Regions from separate parts of the Mus musculus genome. Here region 1 is linked to region 2. A link is a contact called in public Hi-C data. All regions are on one chromosome and are shown on one strand. Each heading gives the region's core, a stretch centred on a gene start, on an enhancer-like site or on the middle of the called end of the contact. The rest is flanking DNA. Distances are from core to core; before and after follow the strand shown. Region 1 holds the start of Unc13c (unc-13 homolog C). Region 2 overlaps Unc13c (unc-13 homolog C).

Evidence for each region. A called contact is a pair of places that touch in the nucleus more often than the background predicts.
Region 1: a contact with region 2 is called in a Hi-C map of cerebellar granule neurons, with 2.7 times the contacts expected there. The contact joins the promoter of Unc13c here to the enhancer-like site in region 2. A contact is called at or near these places in 2 of 39 promoter capture datasets (liver and macrophages), 1 of 15 datasets of contacts at CTCF or cohesin (the NIH/3T3 cell line), 5 of 484 Hi-C or Micro-C datasets (the HL-1 cell line, brain, cerebellar granule neurons and 1 more), 2 of 115 datasets of contacts at active chromatin or transcription factors (embryonic fibroblasts and pancreatic cancer cells) and 3 of 9 other capture datasets (adipose tissue, liver and pancreatic islet).

Annotation. Positions count from the first base shown.
Region 1 is chr9:73,967,218-73,971,248 of GRCm38.p6, reverse strand. It overlaps Unc13c (unc-13 homolog C), which reads left to right and starts at 2,212. Exons shown (of 33, transcript NM_001081153.2): 1 at 2,212-2,755.
Region 2 is chr9:73,933,591-73,937,513 of GRCm38.p6, reverse strand. It overlaps Unc13c (unc-13 homolog C), which reads left to right. Exons shown (of 33, transcript NM_001081153.2): 2 at 3,705-3,923. Among named protein-coding and RNA genes, the nearest start is that of Unc13c, 33 kb to the left of the region's middle. Within about 2 kb of position 2,448, at least 10 of the 459 cell types and tissues checked have an H3K27ac peak or open chromatin away from gene starts, as enhancers often do. A contact at or near this core is called in cerebellar granule neurons and cerebellum, where this site is marked.

The sequences.
Region 1 (4,031 bases), core at 963-3,462, 34 kb before region 2:
GGCTGAGGACAGGCATCCTTTGCATTATTCTGGGTGCTGAGTGCTCTTGGCTCGGTGTAACTGCAGCACTTTGGTTTGGTTCTTGTACACAAAGGAAAAGTCATAAGGACAGTTTCCTCCTTCGTGCTGAAGGACATCCTTCGAAACAATGCCTCGTCAAGCTTGGATGAGTAGACATTAAAAAGTCAGGTTTTGCCCTGTCATGCACTGTTAGAGCTCACCAGTTTTCCCTTGTTGCTCTCAAGCGCTTACAGCCGAGGGCAGCAGAGCTTTGTCCTGTGGCCTCTCTGGTGAGTTCCGATGGCGGAGAATACAATGCCCCAGTGTTTGCCCCTTATGCGGTTCATTAGACCTTGAGCAGCTGCTTGTGTCCATTAACAGGCTCTTAAGCAGCAGGTTGGGGAAGCTGTGCCGCTATGAAGCTAACCGTGAGGCTGAGGAGCTAGGAATAGAGAGGGCCACCTGCCAAGATCTGGCATAAATACTGTGTCAAATTGGGGAATATTTGTTTTCAAATCACATAATGTTATTGACTGGTTGTTATAGTTGGTAGGAAGAATACGTATGATGTGTATCTGTGTGTATGTTTACGTGTGTTTGTGTATGTGTGGCTGTGAGTGGGTGTCTGTATCTGTTCGTATGTCAGAGGACAACCTTGGGGGTCATTCCTCAGATGATTTCTGCATTTTGTTTGAGGTAGGGTTTCTCAGTGGTCTGGAACTCCACCAAGTAGATTAGGCCCACTGGCCAGTGAGCTCCAGGTATTCTTCTGTCTCTCCACCTTCTAGCTTGTCATTGATGGGATTAGAAGACTAAACCACCTGTGCAGGCCTTCTGCATGGACTCTAGGCATCTGTGTTCAGGGCCTTAAACTTGCACAGCAACCAACCGTTTTACTGACTGCCATGTCCTCAGCCCTGGAATGGGCCTTTTTATACAAGTTGTATCCAAAACTGTTTAAATGGGCTTCACTGGGTGTGTTCACTGCTGCTGCTGCATCTCACATGTTGATGGGAGTGTCATCTCTAAAATTGACATTCCTATTCCTATCCTTACATGGGCTGAAATAATGGCTTATAAGTCAGATGCACACTTTGTGCATCTGATTCTATCTTAGCCACTAGTTGATAGGATTTCCTGATTGGGAAAATACCATTCAATTATCGCTCGTGTGTGTGTGTGTGTGTGTGTGTGTGTGTGTGTGTGTGCGCGCGCGTGCACCATCCATTCTTGGTATAAAGATGCCAGGGGTGTAAACTTGTATCCCCGTGCTTATATGGTCAATGCTTTATATATATATGGGGAGGGGCTGAACCATATCTCCAGCCCCCATCCTCTCATTTTCTACAAAGCAAAGGAAATAAAATAAGTAAGCCAGAACACCAGATGCAGCTTAAAGCCTACAAATTATTCCCAGACTTGAGCTTCTTTAAGGCTCTATTTTAAGATGCAGTACGTTTTATATTTGTTTCAACAGGAGGGTTAGAGGATTAAAAAATGCTTAATTGATGGAAAGTAGGAGTGGTTACTCCCCCCACCTCCTCTACTCAGCTAAGCTAAAAGGAAAAGCAAGCCCCATTCAATTCTCAGCCAGATCTGGAAGACATTATTGCAGGAGAAAGAAAATCCTTTGAGCATTCATGTTTCTCTATTGCCTACTTTGATAAGTGTATGTGTGTCTAATCCTAATTATTGAGGGATCAACCTTCATATTTACAACTGCTTACAAAAAAAACCCAACAACAACAACCCAACAATAACAACAAAAAACAACCCTGCTGGGAGAGAAGGCCAAGGTATTGCCTCCCTCTTTAAAAAAAAAGGGTTCTGTTAAGGGTATCTTGCCAGACTAGACAGTGGACTTTGTGTGATTCCAAACACAGTCAATAGCATGTGAAATAATAATTATTATTAAATACCATGATTAATTTAATAATTATCTGTTTTACTAATGCAAGTAGCAAAATTGGCCCTATGGTGGTCACCTATGATCCCCACGGCCCCCGCCCCCACCCCTATATCCCCACCTCCCCTACCCAGGGATGAAGGCAACACCTGGCATCCACATCCATTCATTTCCCCAGCAGGAAGCCGTGACCCTGCTAGTGAGGTGTGCTTAAGTCGTGATGACCACACCTGGCAGCAGAGCATCTCTTAGGGATCCGGGCTGAGGAGCCTTCTCTTAGAGTGGCTCTATGCAGCTGGCGCAGCAGAGGGAGCCTGGACTCCAAGGGAGGAGGCTAGGAGCTCAGGTCTCTGCTGCAATCGGAGGATCCCGGGCTGCAGCCGCTGTGTGAAGTTCCCAGCACACACTCCTCGGCTGCTGCTCTGCACTGTCAATTGTGGGTGAGCCAGGACAACAACAAGGAGAGGGATCCCATTTTGCCTTCTTAGAGAAAGGGCTGAGAAATGAGCCGCCCAAGGAATCTGGCAAGGAGAGGAGTGAAAGGCAGATTCCTGCCAGCAGCTAAGTTGTAAAATTGCTTTGGAGGCTACCCAGGGAGCGCGATAGAATTGATAAGAGCAGCGCGCAAGCCGGGTTCCTGAGCAAAGGCATGCCCGGCTGCACTTGAGTCTGGGCGGGCGCAGGAACGCTGCCTGCGCCTCCTGCAACTATCTGTGGCTGGAATAAAGGAAAAGAGCCTAGGAACACAATTGCAAGGGGGATTCCTGGACGGAAAATACATCTACCCTCAAAGGAGGGGAACAACAACCCAGCTGGCCTGTGTGCGTTTTTAGAAGGAGAATCCCTCAGGTATGTTTTCTTTACCTCGCTGAGCTGCTTCATCTGCATGAATCTTAGCCTCTGTCTGTTTCCCACCCCAATGGTTCTTTCTCTCCGCACTTTTGAATCACAGTGCGGTTCTATCCATATAGGGGATACCCCTGTAAAAGCTTGCTTTTCTAGGCTCATAATCAATTATGATTTATTGGAAATCATGGTTTTGAATGCAGCATGATAACTGTTTGCTTAGTTTGCAGTCAACTTTCAGGGGAATTACTGCATAGGAGCAAACAAGGTTGGGCTAAGAGTCGGGGGTTCTCTTCAGTCCCTTAAGGTTTGGGAATGGGTGAAAATGAAAGTCAAAGAGATTTAAAAGTTGGGCGCTTCTAGGAAAGGGTTAAAAGCCAAGCCTGGTGTTGGTGTCACCTAAAGGTGTGCAGCTGAGCCTCAGGTCTGGGGTCAGCTGAGCTTTGGGATGGTTCTGCCTATCCAGAGCTGGACCAGTCCCTTGGGTGATGATCATAAAGATTTACTATTAAGAAGTGAGGTTGCTTGGCTCTGTTTTACAACTGTTCCATGACACAGAAGGAGGCAGTCTTTAAAAAAAAAAAATCCCAACCAAGACCCAGCTACATGAGTAGAACGAACTTCTGCAATTACGTCATCAGCATACTTGTATAATAAAGAGAAAGACCCAGCAAGAGTCATACCTGGGTGAAGTGACAAAGCCGAATTTCATCTTTCCCGTGAGGGCTTTAGAGAACAACATGAAAGAGGTGGGTGGAGAATGTGCAGAACTGTGAGTTTTTAAAAAGCTTCCGTGCTTTGGAGTTCATAAATGAAATGTCCCTAAGGAAAGAATTTTGCCATTTTTGACTCGTCGATACTTTCTTGTGTATATAAAATAGTTTCTAGATCTTCTGCATGTCTATGTGACAGGGTTTTTTTTTTTTTCTAAAGCTTTAGGACATTGACTTTTAATTCCTGTTCTACTTTTTAAAATGATATATTAGCTGCTATAGATTAGAACTAATAGGATTTAAATCAGTTATGCACCTTTGGCCATGCAGAAGATCATCACTCTGTTTTTGTAAAACTTAGCTTTTCTTTCTTTCTTTCTTTCTTTCTTTCTTTCTTTCTTTCTTTCTTTCTTTCTTTCTTTCTTTCTTTTTTTCTTTTTGCCAAGTGGCAGCAGTCTGGAGTACTGAGCTGGGCTTTACACCAAAATGAGGTAATGAGTTGTTACAAAGTCCTTGTTGGGATAGTGGAATGTACTAGAATAGGGTGGATATCTACAAGCAGCTGT
Region 2 (3,923 bases), core at 1,199-3,698:
AATTTTGTTGTTAAAGTTGGCATTCTGTTTTTGTGGCTGTCTTCTTTTAGGTTTGTTGAGGGATTACCTTCTTGTTTTTTCTAGGGCATTGTTCCCGTTCTTGTATTGGTTTTTTTCTGTTATTAACCTTTGAAGGGCTGGATTCGTGGAGAGATAATGTGTGAATTTGGTTTTGTCATGGAATACTTTGGTTTCTCCATCTATGGTAATTGAGAGTTTGGCTGGGTATAGTAGCCTGGGCTGGAATTTGTGTTCTCTTAGTGTCTGTATAACATCTGTCCAGGCTCTTCTGGCTTTCATAGTCTCTGGTGAAAAATCTGGTGTAATTCTGATAGTCTTGCCTTTGTATGTTACTTGACCTTTTTCCCTTACTGCTTTTAGTATTCTATCTTTATTTAGTGCATTTGTTGTTCTGATTATTATGTGTCGGGAGGAATTTCTTTTCTGGTCCAGTCTATTTGGAGTTCTGTAGGTTTCTTATATGTTTATAGGTATCTCTTTCTTTATATTTGGGAAGTTTTCTTCAATAATTTTGTTGAAGATGTTTGCTGGTCCTTTGAGTTGAAAATCTTCATTCTCATCCACTCCTATTATCCGTAGGTTTGGTCTTCTCATTGTGTCCTGGATTTCCTGGATATTTTGAGTTAGGATCTTTTTGCATTTTCCATTTTCTTTGATTGTTGTGCCGATGTTCTCTATGGAATCTTCTGCACCTGAGATTCTCTCTTCCATCTCTTGTATTCTGTTGCTGATGCTCAAATCTATGGTTCCAGATTTCTTTCCTAGGGTTTCTATCTCCAGTGTTGCCTCACTTTGAGTTTTCTTTATTGTGTCTACTTCCCTTTTTACGTCTAGTATGGTTTTGTTCATTTCCATCACCTGTTTGAATGTTTTTTCCTCTTTTTCTGTAAGGACTTCTACCTGTTTGATTGTGTTTTCCTGTTTTTCTTTAAGGACTTGTAACTCTTTAGCAGTGTTCTCCTGTATTTCTTTAAGTGATTTATTAAAGTCCTTCTTGATGTCCTCTACCATCATCATGAGATATGCTTTTAAATCTAGGTCTAGGTTCTCGGGTGTGTTGGGGTGCCCCGGACTGGGCGAAGTGGGAGTGCTGGGTTCTGATGATGGTGAGTGGTCTTGGTTCCTGTTAGTAGGATTCCTATGTTTACCTTTCGCCATCTGGTAATCTCTGGAGTTAGTAGTTGTAGTTGACTCTGTTTAGAGATTGTTCTTCTGGTGATTCTGTTACCGTCTCTCAGCAGACCTGGGAGACAGATTCTCTCCTCTGAGTTTCAGTGCTCAGAGCACTCTCTGCTGGCAAGCTCTCTTACAGGGAAGGTGCGCAGATATCTTGTTTTTGGACCTCCTCCTGGTCGAAGAAGAAGGCCCAAAACAGGGCCTCTCTCAGAAGCTGTGTTGCTTTGGCAGTTCCCAGAAGCTGTCAGCTTCTGTGGTGCAGACTCTCACCTGTGCAGACTAAATTCCTAAGTTCCAGGGAGTCCTGGAACCAAGATGGCGACCACTGCTGCTGAGGCTGAGGCCGCCTCCCAAGCCAGGCGGACACCTGTCCTCTGGTCCGGACGGTGGCCGGCTGTCTGTGGCCCGCCAAGGGTGCTGCCTCAGCGGCTCTGTGCTTCTGCCCGTCCCAGAAGCTGTCCGGTTCTCTGGCGCACCCTCTAACCTGTTCAGACTAATTTCCTAAGTTCTGCTGAGTCCTGGAACCAAGATGGCGACCGCTGCTGCTGAGGCTGAGGCTGCCTCCCAAGCCAGGTGGACACCTGTCCTCTGGTCCGGACGGTGGCCGGCTGTCTGCGGCCCGCCAAGGGTGCTGCCTCAGCGGCTCTGTGCTTCTGCCCGTCCCAGAAGCTGTCCGGTTCTCTGGCGCACCCTCTAACCTGTTCAGACTAATTTCCTAGGTCCCGCGGAGTCCGGGAACCCAGATGGCAACCGCTGCTGCTCTGTGCTTCTTCTAAGTATTCTCACCTACAGCGACAGTTCTGAATCACAATGAAAGTCAAATAGTGCAGGTGTGAGAACATCAGACACAGTCACAGAATTACTGCCTTTATGTCAGCAAAGCACAGACATCCGTGTGTGGGCTTGGTAAACTTAGTATTTTAGATTGAAGAAATTGGGAGAACACTTCATTCTTCCAAAACTCATTGAAAAATGATTCATGGGTCCCAATCTAGCTTAACTTTCCTACGTATTTTCTTTATAAGGAGAGATCACAGACACACATAATAAAGTTTTTGAACACATTTAATTTAGGAGTCAACTTCTCAGCACCATTTATTGGTAGAAAATAAGTCCTCGCTTGTAATTGTGAATGAGTCAGAAATCATCCCACAGAAGAGCACCTGCAGCTCTCAAGGTGGGATTCCTCTAAGGCTTGGGCACTGTGAGTCTCTCCTCTCTGCATCTGCTCTCCTGCCTTTCTCATTCACATACCCCTTCCCTTGAGAAGCTTGGCTTTCTGCCACAGCCTGTACTCCCAAGTCCCCGCGGTGCCTGACTGAAGTGAAGCTGGAGGTTTTCCAAGTGGAGGGAGGCAGACTCCACAAAAACTACATGAAGATTATGATGCATCCTTTAGTGAATTACGCTAGGCTGTTTATCTACCCAAATGCATTCTTCAAAAAGGAGCAAAGAATTTGGTGTTATTGTTATTCTGGGATATATTTCAATGATAAAATACTCCACAAATCTTTTGAGAGTCTGTCATATAGAAGACAGCGTGCCATGCAGTCAGTGGCTTTGAAAGGGAACTTTTCCTTCCTGTTGTCTGAGAAAGAGTCTGTCATTAAGGTGTCATGGTTGTCTGTCAATCACACTTCAAAAACATATCGCAGGAAGAGATCTGGCCCATCCCTTATTGATCATCTGTATGCTTGTTTCCTCTGTGGTACAATTTTATTTGGTCACTTGAAACTCCAGTTCTGATGATGTTCCTAGTAAACCTGAAGGAGGAATTTTCAGCCACGTTGCCAGGAGGTTGTACCAGTGGTTTAAGCTGGCAATGCTCTTTCAAGCCTTGGACATTTATGTTTTGCTTTTAGTGTCTCTAGTTTTAATGTAGCTGTACTATTCCCTTTATTGTCTCCACTGCTCAATTGACTATAATCTTAAAATATGATTTAACTCATGATTGACCACTGTCATATTGGATGTCTACATTGATCTCTTAGTGATTATTCATCATTGGAAATAGTTACTAATTTTGATTATTTTAATCTTTGTTTAAGGATGCTGAATTATTGAATTCCTGCAAGAGCAAAAAGTTATTTCTAGTGTAATAAGTCTTGACTGCATGGAAAAAGTCTTAACAAACATGGATCCTATAAATATGGTAAATTTGGGAAGCCTAGGATAGGTAGAATATACTTATATCCTTATATTTCTGTTAGTAAATGTGAGTTTAGAAAAAGATAGAGTAGAGATGGCAACATGACCACATTCAAATGATCATTTCATTAACTTTTCAAAGTAATCCTAATAAAACCTTCTGTCAGCATTTCAACTGAAATACATAATTTAGAAAAGAGTATCATACAATAAATGTATTTTGATTTAAACTCTGAGAACTGCATTCCCTTTTAGGCACTTTTGCGCACATCATATCACAAATACCTTGGGAAATGTAAGAAATGGGAAGAATGTGGACTTGAATTCTGGTACTCATTATAGCATTCCTTCTTTTTCAGATACATCATGAAGTTACATGGACATGAAAGCGCTGTAAAACTTCCCTTCCAGAAAGGTGGAGGAGCTAAGCTGGTGGAGTCCACAGACCCTTGACCTTCCACAGGAGCGCCATCCACTTTCCTGCCCCTTCTGGTGATTGATGGCACCAGAGAACAGTGATGCTGGCCTTGGGTTTACAGACTACCATCCCAGTGCCTTGTTCACTTCCTTGGATTAGA